Regions from separate parts of the Sus scrofa genome. Here region 2 is linked to region 1. Evidence: chromatin contacts called from public Hi-C data. All regions are on one chromosome and are shown on one strand. Each heading gives the region's core, a stretch centred on a gene start, on an enhancer-like site or on the middle of the called end of the contact. The rest is flanking DNA. Distances are from core to core; before and after follow the strand shown.

The links. A called contact is a pair of places that touch in the nucleus more often than the background predicts.
Region 2: a Hi-C map of subcutaneous adipose tissue shows a contact between it and region 1, with 1.8 times the contacts expected there. The contact joins the promoter of CCRL2 here to the enhancer-like site in region 1. A contact is called at or near these places in 8 of 47 Hi-C or Micro-C datasets (alveolar macrophages, blood, embryonic fibroblasts and 5 more) and 1 of 2 datasets of contacts at active chromatin or transcription factors (alveolar macrophages).

The regions. Positions count from the first base shown.
Region 1 is chr13:29,173,664-29,181,590 of Sscrofa11.1, reverse strand. XCR1 (X-C motif chemokine receptor 1) reads left to right here. Exons shown (of 4, transcript NM_001001622.1): 3 at 3,768-3,986. Among named protein-coding and RNA genes, the nearest start is that of FYCO1, 35 kb to the right of the region's middle. Within about 2 kb of position 4,915, at least 23 of the 83 cell types and tissues checked have an H3K27ac peak or open chromatin away from gene starts, as enhancers often do. A contact at or near this core is called in alveolar macrophages, embryonic fibroblasts, retroperitoneal adipose tissue and 1 more, where this site is marked.
Region 2 is chr13:29,398,692-29,406,618 of Sscrofa11.1, reverse strand. It overlaps CCRL2 (C-C motif chemokine receptor like 2), which reads right to left and starts at 4,081. Exons shown (of 3, transcript NM_001001617.1): 1 at 4,000-4,081; 2 at 3,691-3,809; 3 at 2,012-3,124. The coding sequence starts at 3,112. The coding sequence ends at 2,060.

The sequences.
Region 1 (7,927 bases), core at 3,666-6,165:
GAAATGAGGCAAAGATCTGGTAGCCAGAACTGGAGTAGGCCTAGAGCCAGAGCACACAGGGGGCCTCCATGTATGTGAACCTCAGGATCTGGGCTGTAGCCTCCTTAGAGACCTGGCCGAAGGGGGCTGAAGGTGATGTTGGCTGCAGAAAGAGGGAGGCTGCAGAGACTGGGAACGGGGCCAAGCTAACGGCCATCCTTCCATTCCAGCAACACCCCGGAACTGCTACTAGGAAGTGCAATGAGATTAGAACTTTTGATAGATACCTCACTCTGCATCAACAACTTTGAATCATCATCCTTTCTTTTTCATGGGTCAGCATTTTCAAGGTACTTGCGAAGACGATGGAGAAAAAAACATCTTTGTAGCTACTGGCATGAAAATTTCTTGGTGGAGAAAGGGTCTTTGAAAAGCTCGCTTTTCAAAGGTAGATAAGGGAGCTTCCAGCCTGACCTGGAGCTGCTCCCAGACTTTCTGTAGAAGGAAGGAGGAGGTTTTCTGAAGGACGATGGAGAAGTGGGGCTGAGTGTTGTAGGCCAAGGCCAGGGAAGAGGAGAGATGTAGCCATAGCCCCAAAGAAGATTTTGAGGGACTTGCTAGACCCATACTTATAAGGTTAACTTCCCCTGGTCCACTCCTACTCCTCAAATGAAATCTTTAGCCAATTCTCCACTGTGTATTAAGGCACACATACCTCCTACTCCCTGGCGTTGGAACAGACCTAAGTCTGTTTAGTCATGTATAACCCTGATGTTCCTTTTGGTTAATATCAACAGCCGCCATTAGTTATATGAGTTGAAAGTCACCTGTAACCTCACTCCAGGTTACCATAAGAACAAGTTCCATAATGAATTCAGCCCAAAGAAAGACAATTTGTTAGCAAGCAGGCCACATTTTCAAGTGCAATCACTTGGGACCACAAAGAGGTGTTAAGGATGAAAACAGAATTCAGACAAAGCTAAACAAATCTTAATGGGAACTGATATAAATGGATTTTCTGTATATTTATTTATACACGCCTGTTACTTCATTTAAAAACTTCTTGGAAGCAAGGACTACTTGTTTTGCTTTAAAAATCTCCATGTGACCTCACTCCCTAACCAAAAGGGGAAAAAATATGATAAAACATAAATGGCATACAAATGTGCCTTGTGCACTGAGAAACATGACAGATTCTTATTCTGTAAAGGTGTAGAGTTGCAGGTAAAAATCCGGGATGTTGTACCTCTCAAACCAAGCATTTCCCCCCAAGGTGTCCACTAGGAACATCTATAAAGAAACTGCCTCGAGAAGACAGAAAAAGAATTACGGGAGGGACAGGCTTCACTTGTCCAGTGGTAGGTGCAGGAGGAAGACCAGTCCATCAGCCAGGACTGGTTCTAAGGGGCCTTGACCACTGTCAGATAGAGATTAAGTAGAGAATGGAAAAAAAAAAATCCCAGTATCAGAAGCCAAGTTCAGGTCAGGGCCACACTGGCCATGTCCAAAGGTTGGGCTTGGAGTGGTGAGCTAAATCTCCCTCCATGCCCTTTCCTAAGGTCAAGATCAATCCCATAAATAGAAAATCTTTTAATTAGGATGTATCCAGCTACAAATAAGTGTAAACTGAACTGGAAGTAGCCAAACAATAAGGAGATTGCGGACTCATGGGACATTCAACAGATCAGGCCTGCGACTGCCCTGATCCAGTGGCTCACATTCCGTTTGCTGGTGACTTTCTTTACTCTGCCTCTCTCAGAATGGTGGCTTCATCTGCAGGCAGCAAAACAGATCTGGCCATGCTGACCTTGGGTGTGGACAGAACAACCACAGGGTCAGCTCCTTCAGGGCAAATAAGCCATGCAGACAGGGTGGCTCCCTGAACAAAATCATCCTTCTGTTATAAAGAAGGAAGGGGGAACAATGCCAATAAGCAACCTCCAGAGCCCACCAAGGGCAAGAAGGCACAAGCAGGCAGCAGGCCAGATTCTTAGTGCTGTTGTTCTTCTGACATGCTGCGTGATCTGGGGCAAGCCACTTCAGCTCTTGAGGCCTCAGTTTTTCTCATCTTAAATTGATTAAGCTAGAGAATCTGTCAGATTCTATTCCGCTTTGAAAAGTCTTTTATTTGGCCATACCTATGGCATGTGGAAGTTCCTGGGCCAGAGACTGAAGCTGCACCACAGCAGTGACCCAAAGCTGCTTCAGTAACAATGCCGGATCCTTATCCTACTGTATCATAAGAGAACTCCACAATAGTCTTTGACTATGAAATGAGATGCTCAAAGACTACTCAAAATACCGGGCTTCAAGTATGGGAAACAGTTCTGGTCCTTTATAGAAAATTCCATTTTCTAGAGATGGCCACAGCAATTGCTCCCATCCCACAGGCCTATCTAAGTGGACCCTTGCACTCTGCCATCCGAAGTTCGATTCTCATCCCTTTGAATCTATGCCTGCTTGATGATTTGCTTATACTCATAATAACTTATAACTAATAAGCTTTGGGAGAAATGACACTGAGAGGCTTCCCAAAAGGCTATGCATAGTCTGCTTGGTTCTCTCACAATGCTAGTAGCAGGACTGAACACAGTATAAGAAATCCAGCCATTCTGAGACTACTATTCCAGAGAGGCCAGGTGTAGGCACTCATGTCAACAACCCAGCTGAGCTTCCACTCCACAGTTAGCACTGACCACCAGCCCCAAGTGTGCGCCATCATGGACATCCATCCTGGGCTGACTGTCAGATGATTGAAGCCTCAGCTGACATTGTACCACAACCCCATGAGAAATCCCACAGGTGAAAGGCCCCAATGAGCATTTCCAGAATTCCTAACCCAGAACATCATGAGCAAAATAAAAGCAGGTGTTGCCATTCTATACCTCTGTGTTTCAGAGAGATTTTTTTTATGCAACAGTGGTGATCAGAATAACCTTAGAGAAGAGTGGGCATAAATGAACAAGGAAAGATTTAGAGTCAGCTTTGAGAGGTTGTTTTTGATAGCTGCAAGCATTGAAGATATCTAAATTCCTTTTTCCAACTCTTTAAGGAGTCTGTGGAGAGATTCCTTGAGGCATGATCTGTGGGCATCTTGCCAGGAGGTAAATAACAGTGGACCTTCACATTTATATAGCCTGTTGGAGTTTGTGAAAAGCAAATTAATACATTTGAATGTCAGAACAAAGGATTAGGGCTCCATTCAACTGCCATCTTTGGCCCAAAATCCCTTCTTGGAATTCCCGAGCCAGTGACTCACCTGCTTCCCTTAGAAAAGCAGTCATGGCTGAGCAAATTTCCCTCAGTGAGTACACATGAAATGGGCACATTGCCAGGCACTTTCCTAATTGTCTCCACATTACACCTTCATAGGGGGACAGCAAAGAGGCTAGAGGCCTCTGAGCTACTATGTCTCAGTGTTGGCCCTCCGTGGAGCTTCCTGGAATGGTCTCAGTCCACAGCAACCCCTTTTAGAGCTGTTTTTAGCAGCTGCTGCCTTGACCTTATCAGATGCATCCTCTGGTTAATGGTTTTTCTTGCAGTGGATATGCCAACAAAACCTCATGACGTCTTAGTGGGATGGACATGGTAGATATTACTGATGCTACTTATTACTACTAAGATGGTAGCCAGTCTTCATGACGGCTCCCAGTGGTTGGTACCACCTGGTACTGACATCGCTGAGTAGGGTTGACCTGGATAACAAGTAAGATAGTGTAGAAATGATAGTGCTTTTCTTCAGAGGTTAGATCATAAAAGATACTGTGGCTTCTGTCTTGGTCTCTTAGATGGCTTACCCTGGGAGAAGGCAGCAACCATGTCAGGAGGACCCTCAGGCTTCATGGAGAGACTCGCATGACCAGGAACCAGGGCCTCCTGCCAGCAGCCATGTGAACACAGCTGGCTTGGAAGCAGATCTTCCAACCCCAGTCAAGCCTTCAGATGACTGCAGCCCCATGGACATCTTGTTCTCATCCCATGAAAGGACATGGGCCAAAACCATCCAGGTGAGTTGCCTCCAAAGTTCTGACCCCACAAACATTGTGTGAGATAATAATCATTGTTTAATCTACTAGGTTTTGAAGGAATTTTTTTTTTCCTTTTTCGGCCATACTGTGGCATATGGATGTTTCCAGGCCCGGGATCAAATCTGAGCCACACCTGCAACCTACGCCACAGCTATGGCAATGCCAGATCCTTAAACTGCTGCACTGGGCCAGGACTCAAAGCAGCAACGCCATAGAGACAAACCGGATCTTTAACCCACTGCACCACAGGGAAACTCCTTGAAGGAATTTTTTAAAGGTATGGTAGATAAATAATATACCCGTTATACAAGTGAGCCTCAGACACATATGGTGACTAGCCCCAAATCGCACAGCTGGAGCTGTGACTGACTGGGAAGAGAGCCCTCATCTTGTGACTGCTGATCCACACAGCACAGGTTCTCTTATAGTCCCATGATTCAGTAGTTCTCTAATTTGGGGTCAGAAGAGGCAAAGATGAGGTTGCAGGCACAGTGCAGCATCTGCCTAGACAACTGTGGCCACACTCACAGCCTCGACCCACATGGCCCCTTGACCAGGAATCCAGAATAGGGAGGGAAGCTAAGAGTCTTCTCTCACTTTCGTGGCACCCTCATGAAGAGGAGGCACAAGCCAGCAACACTTCTTATTTGAACAGACCCACACCCATGCAGGCTCACACATGTGAAGGGTCTCAACCCCTACTGCAAAGGAAACTACAGCTGACCCATGATGCTGCATTTCCGAGGGGCTGTGGTGGGGAAGATTTGTGGTGTCAGGGCTTGTGCTAAGATCCTTGCCTGCAACACGGGGTCTGGCTGTGCCTCCCAGCTTCCCCACTGCTGATTCATGCATCCACTTCAGAGAAGTCACCCCACTGACTCAGTTCCCATGTGACTCACTGGCCATGTGATCGCTGGTCCCCCGCTTCTGCTAGCAGGGCCTGTGGGCAACATGAGCTCTCTGTAGTGACAGTATGGTGGTCACGGGGTCAACAAGTGGCAAGTCTGGCTGGCTCTGTTTTCTCATCCTTCCAGCTGGGTTGGACTTATTCCAGCAAGAGCTGGAATCCCTACATGGCACTGGAATTGACCAAGTCTAGAGGGTAGTTGAAGATAAAAGGTTGAGAAGGGCTCCATAGTCACTGCTTTTGTCTCCAGGGACATGCCAGCCTATCCACAGCAGGAAGGGTGCAGCCCAAAGCCTAAAGCAGGGCTGGACTTCCCAGCAGAGAACAGAAAATTGTTCCTAGGGTGGCAGTGGATGTAAGAGAGACTGAGCAGGAGACCCGCCAAAGCAAACAAGGAAGAGGCCTCACGTGGTAACATTTCCTTTTCCTTTTCTTTCTTTCTTTCTTTCTTTTTTTTTTTTTTTTTTTTTTGGTCTTTTTAGGGCCACACCAATAACATATGGACCCCAGGCTAGGGGTCCAGTCAGACCTGTAGCCACCGACCTACACCAAGGCCATAGCACCTTGGGATCTGAGCCGTGTCTGCAACCTACACCACAGCTCATGGCAACACAGGACCCTTAACCCACTGAGCAAGGACAGGGATCAAACCTGCATCCTCACTGATACCAGTCAGGTTCATTAACTGCTGAGCCACAATGGGAATTCCCTGGTAATATTTCTTGATAAAGTTGTCAGCCCACATGGAAAAGTTGTCAGCCCACATGGGCTTCAGTGTCTTCATGAATGGAGTCAAGTGAATGGTTTTCAAACTGGATTCCTTGGAGCCCAAGCTTTCTGCAGACGAGCTTAAGAGTTTGCCATTGGGAGGGAGGCTCTACACCTGTACTGTCCAATAGGAATATGAAGTAAGCCACACATGCAATTTTAAATGTTGTAGCACCACATTTTCAAAAATCTAACAATAAACAAGTAAAAATGATTTTAATAGTATCTTTTACTTAATCTAGATATTATCATTTCAGCATGCAATCAGTTTGTTAATTTATTAATAAGATATTTCACATTCTCCCTTTTGTGCTAAATCTTCAATATCTGGTGTGTAATTTGTATTTAAGTACATATCAGTTAGAACCAGCCACGTTTGCAGTACTTGACAGCTAGAGTGGTGTACCTGACCTGCCGAGAGGGAGGAGGAATCAGGCGTTTAGAGAAGACCTCCCCCTGGTGGACAAAACTCAAAAGTCCATTTCCTTGATTCAGTAATCATGTAGAATGTCAGCATTATATGTATCCTGAGGGCACTTGGAGAGAGCACCTACAAATCAAAGAAGCAGGTCAAGTGCAGACTCCTGAGGAATTTGAAAGTGAGAATTGTTGATGGCAGACTCCCTTGCTTCTGGGAAGAGAGTGAGTGTGGACTATTCTTTCCAGGAATTTTGCTGTGAACGGGAGGAACATACAAGGCATGGGGCACAGACCTAAGGGTGTTTTAAATGGGAAGAAAATATTTGGACAAAATGCAGGCTGTAGAACACTTGTCATGACCAGATCAAAGGAACCAGAGGCATTCAAGAGTCATACTAACAGAGCTGGTTGGAATACAGACCCTGGAGCCAGCTTCATTGCTTTCTGGCTGTGTGACTTTGGACAGATTACTTACCTCCTTTTGCCTCTGTTCTCGCATCAGTGCAATAGTACCTGCCTCTTCCGTTTGCACTGTGATGAGTTGTGTTTGTATGAGGATTGATTCATTTTTCAAAATAACATACTCAAGTGCTGAGAATAGACATAAGAAAATTAAGTGTTGTATTAGCTATAATGATTAGAGGGATTCATTTAGAGGGGCAACATGTTCTGTGAGTGTTCACACAGGGGGGCTGCCTCTTCCCCAGTGAGTCAGTCGAAGTTCAAATACTGTGTCATGACAAGTCAGAATTCTCAACTCAGAAGTGACAACATTGTTTCAACAGAGGGCAGTGGCCAACAACACATTTCTCTAGCATCTTCAAACTGAAACTGTCAAGAAAGCTGGCTTCCTGACCTAGTGGGGACATTCAGGACCATGGACATCTAACTCTTTGTTTCACTCCTTCCTGGGGAAACTTATCAGGTTTCACAGTTCTATGTTTTATTTTATTTTATTTTTTGGTCTTTTTTGCCATTTCTTGGGCCGCTCCCCGGCATATGGAGGTTTCCAGGCTAGGGGTCGAATCGGAGCTGCAGCCACCGGCCTACACCACAGCCACAGCAACGCGTCTGCAACCCACACCACAGCTCATGGCAATGCTGGATCCTTAACCCACTAAGCAAGGCCAGGGATCGAACCCGCAACCTCGTGGTTCCTAGTCAGATTCGTTAACCACTGAGCCACGACAGGAACTCCTATGTTTTAATTTTGACGCTGATGAATTCAGTGATCTCCTGCTTTTTCTTTTTTCAAAATAATAGCTGTCATGTGTTGAGCCACTACTAAGTGGCAATCACTGACCAATATCTCATCTAATCTATTCAATTCTACGAGGTCAGTTTCCATAAATAACATTATGCCATAAATATCACTTGGAACACTTTTTAAAATTCAACATGATGTTTTTGAGCTACAGCTGTGCGGCTCTAGTAAATCCTTTTCTGATTGCTTCTTTGTCTTACTGTGTATGCATCTGCCAACATTTTATGTATCCATTCCCTAGCGACAGACACCTAGGTTGTCCCAATCTCTGCCATCAAAACAAGATGCAATGAGCATCTTCTCACCTGTCTCTTATGGCCTGTGCAGAATATCTCTGGATAAAGAACCCAAGGGTGGACCTGCTGGGTCAGCGGGTATTTGCAGCCTTACCTTCTTCCAGGTTGTCCTTCAAATGCTATGCCAGTTCCCATTCCCACCAGCCTTGCCTCCAGGGTCCTCACTTTCCCCATTCTCATCAGCCTGTAATGTTATGACTTTCTAATTTTTGCCAAATACATGGGCAGAAATGATGTCTGACAGCTTTAATTTGCATATACGTGA
Region 2 (7,927 bases), core at 2,832-5,331, 230 kb before region 1:
TTTCCATGTCTTGGCTGTTGTAAATAGTGCAGCATGTGTCATTTTGTCTATAGGACAGCTGTCTTCTTGTTCTGGACAAGGGAAGAAGACCTTGCTGGATTATCAGTGTTCCAAAAATACTACTTACATGTGTAGGCTATTGTAGCTGGATCCTCTCTCACAACCTTGATTTTCAATAACCATTTCACTCTCCACCACTATAATTGTTTATATATTGTATACATTCCATGTTTTAATTTTGAAAATTCTGAAAAGCTTTTTTCTTTGAGTTCATGACTCTGTCATCATCATATCCAGAAATGATGTCATTTTCTCTGGGATTTCTGTCCCATATGTGGAAGAAAAGGATGGAGAATCCAGACTTACTCATACAGGTTTGTGATGAGAATGTCTCTGGCCCTTCTCCTTTGCCACTTGAACCTCTTTTTACCTCTGCTGGAGTACTTTCTTCTGAGGTCTCGCTCTTATCATGGTTTTTTATTTGCTATTTGACGTTATTCAGGGTGAGCCCTATCTTAATCAGCTCAGGCTGCTGTAACAACATGCCATGGATGAGTGGCTTAAAGAAGAGAAATATTTGTTGTGGTCCTGGAGGCTGGGAAGTCCAAGGTCAGGGTGCCAGCATGGCGAGGTTCTTGTGCAGGCACTCCTCCTGGCTTGCAGAGGGCCTCCTTCTCACTGTGGCTTCACGTGGTACAGAGAGAGAGCAAGCCCTGTGGTGTCCCTTATAAGGACACTAACCCCATCCTGTCGGCCCCATCCTCAGGACCTCGTTTAAACCTAATTACCTCCCAAAGAATGTCACCCACTGCGGACTCCTCAGTGACGGCCATAGACTGTGTTGCCTACTCGGTCTCCCTTAGGTGCCACCCTGCCTCCTCCCTCTTCAGTGATGGAGGTGAGAGCTTGTGGTCCAGGGGCATCCTGTAATTTATCTGTCATCTCTGCTTGGGATGTGTAACAAAAACATGGGCACTGGATCGCCCCAGGCAAATGCTTAGTGTGACGTTTTGTAGTTGGAGGCTGGTGAGGCCCAAGGTATGTGTTACACTGAAAAGGACAAAACATGCATTGTGTTAAACATTTCTACACATAATCTTGCATTTGCTATTTAAATGTGAGGAAGGAGTACTAAAAACCTTGGGAGACTCACAGGCTGGGGGTAATGGGGGCCTTGGGGGTATAGCAAGTAGCCAAGAAAACCCAGAAAACTCCACAAGCAAGTCCCTTTTCCTCTTTTTATCCAGAGCCTCCAGCTTGCCAGCTCTTTCAGTTACCTAAAAGAACATGTGCCTGATAAATTACTTCTGTGTGAATGGGTTGCTTCTAATTTGGAATATGGTCCTTTTTTTTTAATTAAAAAAATTTTTTTGGAGTTCCCGTCGTGGCGCAGTGGTTAACGAATCCGACTAGGAACCATGAGGTTGCGGGTTCGGTCCCTGCCCCTGCTCAGTGGGTTAACGATCCGGCATTGCCATGAGCTGTGGTGTAGGTCGCAGATGCGGCTCAGATCCCGCGTTGCTGTGGCTCTGGCGTAGGCCAGTGGCTACAGCTCCGATTCGACCCCTAGCCTGGGAACCTCCATATGCCACGGGAGCGGCCCAAAGAAATAGGAAAAAAAAAAAAAAATTTGAATATGGTCCTTTTGATTTTAAAGTGTATATCTGTTTCATGTGTTTTTGTCCCCAAATTTTGGAAGTTTGGCATGCTGGACAAAGCGTAGGCTTTGCAATGAATGCCACCCAGGTTTGTGGACCAGCCTTGTAGCCCTCTAGTTGTGTGATCTTAGGCAAATTTCTGAACCTCAGTTTCCTCTCCAGAGCAACAAGACTAATTCCACCCACACCATGAACATGCAGGGAGACATGGAGGAGCTCACATTTGTTGGGAGCCTAGCACAGCACCTGAGACAAATTTAGTACTTGATAAATGTTTGCTCACCTCCCCCTTTTCTTCCTGGCCCCTATTTTATGTACAGATGTGTCAAAGATATTGCACAAAGCAGTATAATGAGATTAAAAATCGATGTTTATTTATCTCACCTTTGGCAGGAGCTAGTTTACATTTTAGTGGAGAGGCAGGGCTCTTCCCTTGATGTGCCTTGGGCAGGTTCCTCAGTGGGTTGAGGTGCAGTGTCATTACACAGATGGCAAAAGTGGTAGAGATGTTTCCTAAATGCCTCGTCGAAAAACACATAGAGGAGAGGGTTGACGCAGCAGTGGGTGGTGGCAATGATTTTCGTGATCAGAGTGCTTCTGTCCAGGTTGTGGCTGCTCTCACAACCATGCAGGGAGAAGTGTTCGTTGAAAGCAGACAGGAAAAGTGCAATATTGTAGGGTCCCCACATCAGAAGGAAAACAACCATTATGGTGAAAACCAGCTTGAAAAGGTCATACCCCCTCTCCCCGAACTTCAATGTTCTCCTCATTCGCACATAACAAAATACGAAAACAAACAGTGGCAAAAGAAATCCCAAAATGTTCATCTTTAGGGTCAGAAAGTGCTTCCAGAATGTCTCATCAGCTGGTAGGAAGAGCGGTCTGCCAAAGAAACACTTGTATTTCTGGTTTTCCATCTGGGGTTTGTAAAAAGCAAGTTCAGGCAACATGACCAGAACGGCTATGACCCACACCAGAGCACTTGGGAAGATGCTGCCAGCCACCATCCTCGTGGCCGAGAAAAACCCTCTCATTTGGAAAAACTTTTGGTACCTTTGCACAGTCAGAAGGACGTTGAAAAATGCCTCACTGAACAGGCCTACAGAGTAGAGCACCAAGAGAATTTTACACAGGGGCTCGCCAGGATCCCCCTCATGCCAGGCCATGTGAACCCAGAATGGCAGGGTGCACAAGAAACACAAGTTACACACTGCCAGGTTGAGGAGATAGATGTTTTCCACTTGCTTGAGTCCTTTATATTTTACCATGATAAGTACAACCAAGATATTGTCCAGGAGGCCAACCAAGAACACCGTGATGAAGAGGTAGGGCACCAGCTGGGCCAAGAGAGCCTGGGGGTCGTATGGGCTGCACAGTTCTCTTTCGTCGTTGCTGAGGTCATCTTCTATGAAAACATCATAGTCATCCTCTGGTGCTGATGTGTAATTAGCCATCGCCAGGCTGCCCTGTGGAGAAATGAAAGATTATTTTCCCTTCATGTAGCTGTGTGGTCCTGGAGGAAACAGCACACAGGATTGATCAGAGCCCGTGCAGCCACCTTTGCCCTTTTCTAGTGTTTAATTTTAGCCAGAGCAGGCCTGCAACTCAGAAGATTGAAAATAAACATTTTGTTAACATGCTCTTGCTTCCGGAGAGCCGCGCTAGAATTCATCCATTCTTTAAGCACTTCAGTGTCTAACAGTATGCGAGCTACCACAGGGAGACAAAAGCAAGCATTTCCCTGCTTTCTACAACTTCATTCTCTTGGTAAAAATGAGACTTGCCTCCTTGAAGCCACGCTAAGAATAGACACAATTAGCGAGAACTAAGTCCCGGGGTTTAGTTTCACCGAATTGGTGTCCGTCACAACTTCTTTGCATTTAAAAAGTTTGCTCACCCCCTGTAACAGCTTTCTGTGACAGGCAGAGAGGTCTGAGTTCTTCTCTCGCAGGACATAAGTAAGTGTTTGCAAAAGTGAAACCACCCTCGGCACCAACATGGCCATAACTGGTTAAAAGCATTGATGACTTACCACTGACCGAGTTCCTGGGAGGGAAGGGCACGGCCTTCCAACCTGCTCTCCAAGCTGCTGTGGGAACTGCTGGGCTCAGTTGAAAGGCCGGCTTCCTTCTAAACAGCCGGTCCCTGACCCTTAGGGGCAGGAGAAACCACTGTTTGTCCCCCTGGTGGCTCTGCCCCACCCATCATAGGTCTCAGGGACTAACCAAAATAAAGCAACCTGCGAGTTCCCCCAGACCCCCGAAGTTTCTTCCTCGGTAAAGAGAAACCGGGAAGTTGTTTTCTCCTCCTGCTCCCTGCCACCCCTGCCCCCACTGCGTACCCCGCCTTTGATTTCCCTGTGGCCATCCTGCTGGCTGTCCCAGATAAGGGAAGTAAGTAGCTGCTGCTCCTCGGAGATACTGAAGGAGGGCTAGGAGAGTGCTCCACCCTGTAACTCTGAGTAGGAGTGGCTAGTGGCCAGGACAGAGCTGTCCTGGGGGCCTGCACTCACCTGTGGCATTTCACCCCTGAAATGGGGCTTTGAGAAGTTGCAGTGAGACGTGCAACTTGGGCTTTTATTGTCACTTCTGAGAGATGCCATGTGGGGCTTTGAGAAGTTGCAGTGAGACGGGGCTTTGAGAAGTTGCAGTGAGACGTGCAGGGGCTTTGAGAAGTTGCAGTGAGACGTGCAGCTTGGGCTTTTATTGTCACTTCCGAGAGATGCCATGTGCTTTGGCTGAAGGATGGGGTCCCAAGAGAGGATTTGGGGACAGTAGAATCCACAGAGGGATGTCAGTTGGGAAGGGGAGGTGCGAAGATGGGGCCTCGGTACCAGTGAGCCTGGGGGACATGGATGAGATCCTAGCAGTTAGGACATCAGGAGCGAACCCTGCTCCAAGAAGGAAGGCCCAGCGCAGGAAAATTCCGTGGTGAGGACACAGAGGCGTCATCAAGTTGCCGTGCAGAGAATGTGAGGGGAACACATTTCACCCCAGACTGAGGCTGGGGTGAGGTGAGGTTTGCGGCCAGAGAGAAAGGAAGCTGGAAGTTTGGATTCGGAATGGTGGAAGGAGGGCTTGGGGAGGAAGATGGGTGTGGGGGGGGCAGCGTGGAAGAAAGACTGATAAAAAGAACTTGAAATAACTGGGAAATCTGTATGAACATCTCATGGATCAACTCTTTGTACCTGTGATGGACCTAACTGAGGACTAGTTTCATGTGTTAGTTTAGCACGTCATTTAGATGTTAAATGACGTATATTAATGCCAAAGATGTGTTTGAGATAGTCGTTGGTGTGGAATGTGGACTCGTTAAAAACAGAACTGAGCAAACCATGAAGGGAAAGGAAGAACAAACAAACAAAACGCCTGGCCAAATATGTGATTGAGCATTAAATTTAACTCAAAGGAAACTCATGATATTGCTCCATGTGGAGGCACGGGGAGGCGTTGGTGCCAGTGGGAACCTGGGCTGTGACTGTTTCCCAGCAAGTCCCCCCGCAACCCCCAGTGTGGCTTCTGTAAGTGAGTGAGGGTCCCTGAACCCTGGGAAGCTCTGCCCACCAGTGGTGGCCACAGCCCTGCCACCAGCAGTGGTCCTCCTGGGGCTCTTCCTGCTGTGGTTGGGCTATTTGGAGCCACACCAGCAACCCCAGAACTCTGAGTAAGTGATGGTGGTTCGTGGTGCCTTAATGCCTGATGCTCAGTGGTTGGTCTCAGGCAAGGAAATGAGGGTCAGGTCAGACTTTGAAACTTGAAAAACTCATAACCACACACTCTTCATATTATATGGTTAAGTGAAGGAAAACAGCACCAGGCAGGTGCCACATTTGTGTCAGAGAATCATGTGAAATTTGAAATTTCCCAAAGAAAAACTGGTAAATTCAGGATCACCCTAACTTCCTGATATTTAGGGAGATATTTATATGGCCTTCACTTTCAGAATTATTTTATTTTGGCTTGATTCCAAGCATTCTGCTTATCCACACCCAGACTATGGGATTTTTTTTTTTAATTGGGATATAATTGATAAAAATCTTGGTGTCAGTTTAAGGCATACCTGTATTGATGGGATACATTTATGTTGCAGTATGCTTGCTATTGTAGTGTTAGCTACGTAATTTTTCTAGGAGAGTTTCTGCTGTGGCTCAGTGGGATTGGTGCTGTCTCTGCAGCACCAGGACGCTGGTTCAATCCCTGGCCCAGCACAGTGGGTTAAAGGATGTGGTGTTGCTGCAGCTGCGGCTCAGATCTGATCCCTGGCCCAGGAATTCCATATGCTGCAGGGCAGCCGAAAAAATATATATATTTTTTTCCCCTAGGAGTGGGAACAATTAAGATCTATTCTCCTAGCAAGGTTAATGTTTATAATACAGATTCGTTATCTATAATCACTGAACTGTGTGTTAGATTTCCAAGGCGGTGGGATTCTTGAGACTTCTAAATTGGTAGGAAGGAACGGTTTAAAAGTCTGAAGCTAGGGCAGAGGAAGGTTTTATTTACCATTCTAACATCTGGAACCGTAATAGGGTCATCATTATTGGTGAAACTTCACCACATTCTGTGGCTTTGGCATGTAGCTCACACACCTTACCTTTGAGGGTCTGAATTTCTCTTTGTCAGTAAAATTCAATCCTGTTTTTTTTTTTTTTTTAAATTGAAATGTAGTTTATTTATAATATTGCATTAATTCCAGGTGTATAGCATAGTATTTTTATAGATTATACTCCATTTAAAGTTGTTACACATAATGGCTATGGTTCCCTGTCTGTACAGTATATCCTGATGCTTATTAATTTTATACGTAACAGTTTGTATCTTTCAATCCCCTACCCTTATCTTGCCCCTTCCCTGCTTCCCTTTCCTCACTGGTATCTATTAGTTTGTTTTCTGCATCTTTGAATCTCTGTTTTGTAATATTCATCAGTTTGTCTTTATTTTTTAGGTTCTACATATAAGTGATAACATACAGTATTTGTCTTTGACTTATTCTGCTAAGCATAATACTCTCTAGGACCATCTATTTTGTGGCATATGGCAAAATTTCATTCATTTTTATGGCTCTATTCCTTTTTTTTTGGTGTGTGTGTGTATATATATATATACATATATATGTACATACATATTTTATGGCTAATATTCCATTTTTTTGGTGTGTGTGTATGTATATATACACACATATATGTATATGTATGTGTGTATATATGTATACATATATATGTATGTATATATGTATACACACATATAGTATATGTGTGTGTATGTATATATATGTATGTATATATGTATGTGTATATATGTGTGTATATATATATATAGGCACACACATCACGTCTTCTTTATCCTTTCATCTGTTGATGGACACTTAGATTGCTTCCATGTCTTGGTTATTTTAAAAAATGCTGAACATTGGGATACATATATCATTTCAAAATATGGTGTCATATTTTTGGGTATATCCCAGGAGTGGAATTGTTGGTCATATGGCAGTTCTATATTTGGTTTTCTGAGGAACCCCCATCCTGTTTTCCATAGTGGCTACACCAGTTTACATTCCCACCAACAGTGCAGGAGGGTTCCTTTTTCTTCACACCCTCTCCAGCATCTATTGTTTGTAGACTTATTAATGATGGCCATTCTGACCAGTGTGAGGTGATATCTCATTGTGGCTTTGACGTGCATTTCTCTGATGATTAATGATGTTGCTTCTTTCACGTGCCTCTTGGCCGTCTGTTTGACTTCTTAGAAAAATGTCTATTTAAGTTCAGTTCCAGTTTTAGTCTAGAAAACTTTCATGTTACAATTCTCATTCCCTCGTACATGTATGTCACTCATTTATTCAGTTCACCTAATCCAACTACAAATACAGTACAGAAGAAGGAAGGAAAAGCATTAAGGTCTGAGAATTATCTAAATACTCTTCACTTGGGAGACAAGTGAAAGGTGAGAATGTATCCCTCAGAAAAGAACACCCTGCTGAATAAAAGCTCTCATATTCTAGAAGGGCTTTTAGGATTTTTCATATTCTGAGACAATGTGCTGAATTAGGACAATAAGACAAATTACACAAGAGTGGGGTATATCCTTGTATACATTGAGTGGGTTCAGGTAATAGCGTTTTGTTCCTTTTTTAGGATTTTGAGTCCTTACAAAAACGCTTTTCATCAAATCATGATTTAATCAACTCTTTCGGGTTCTAATCCTACAGTTTGTTAGGTCTTCCAGCTGTTGCTCAGGGTGATCCATTTCCTTGTGCGTTTTGTAGTCTCT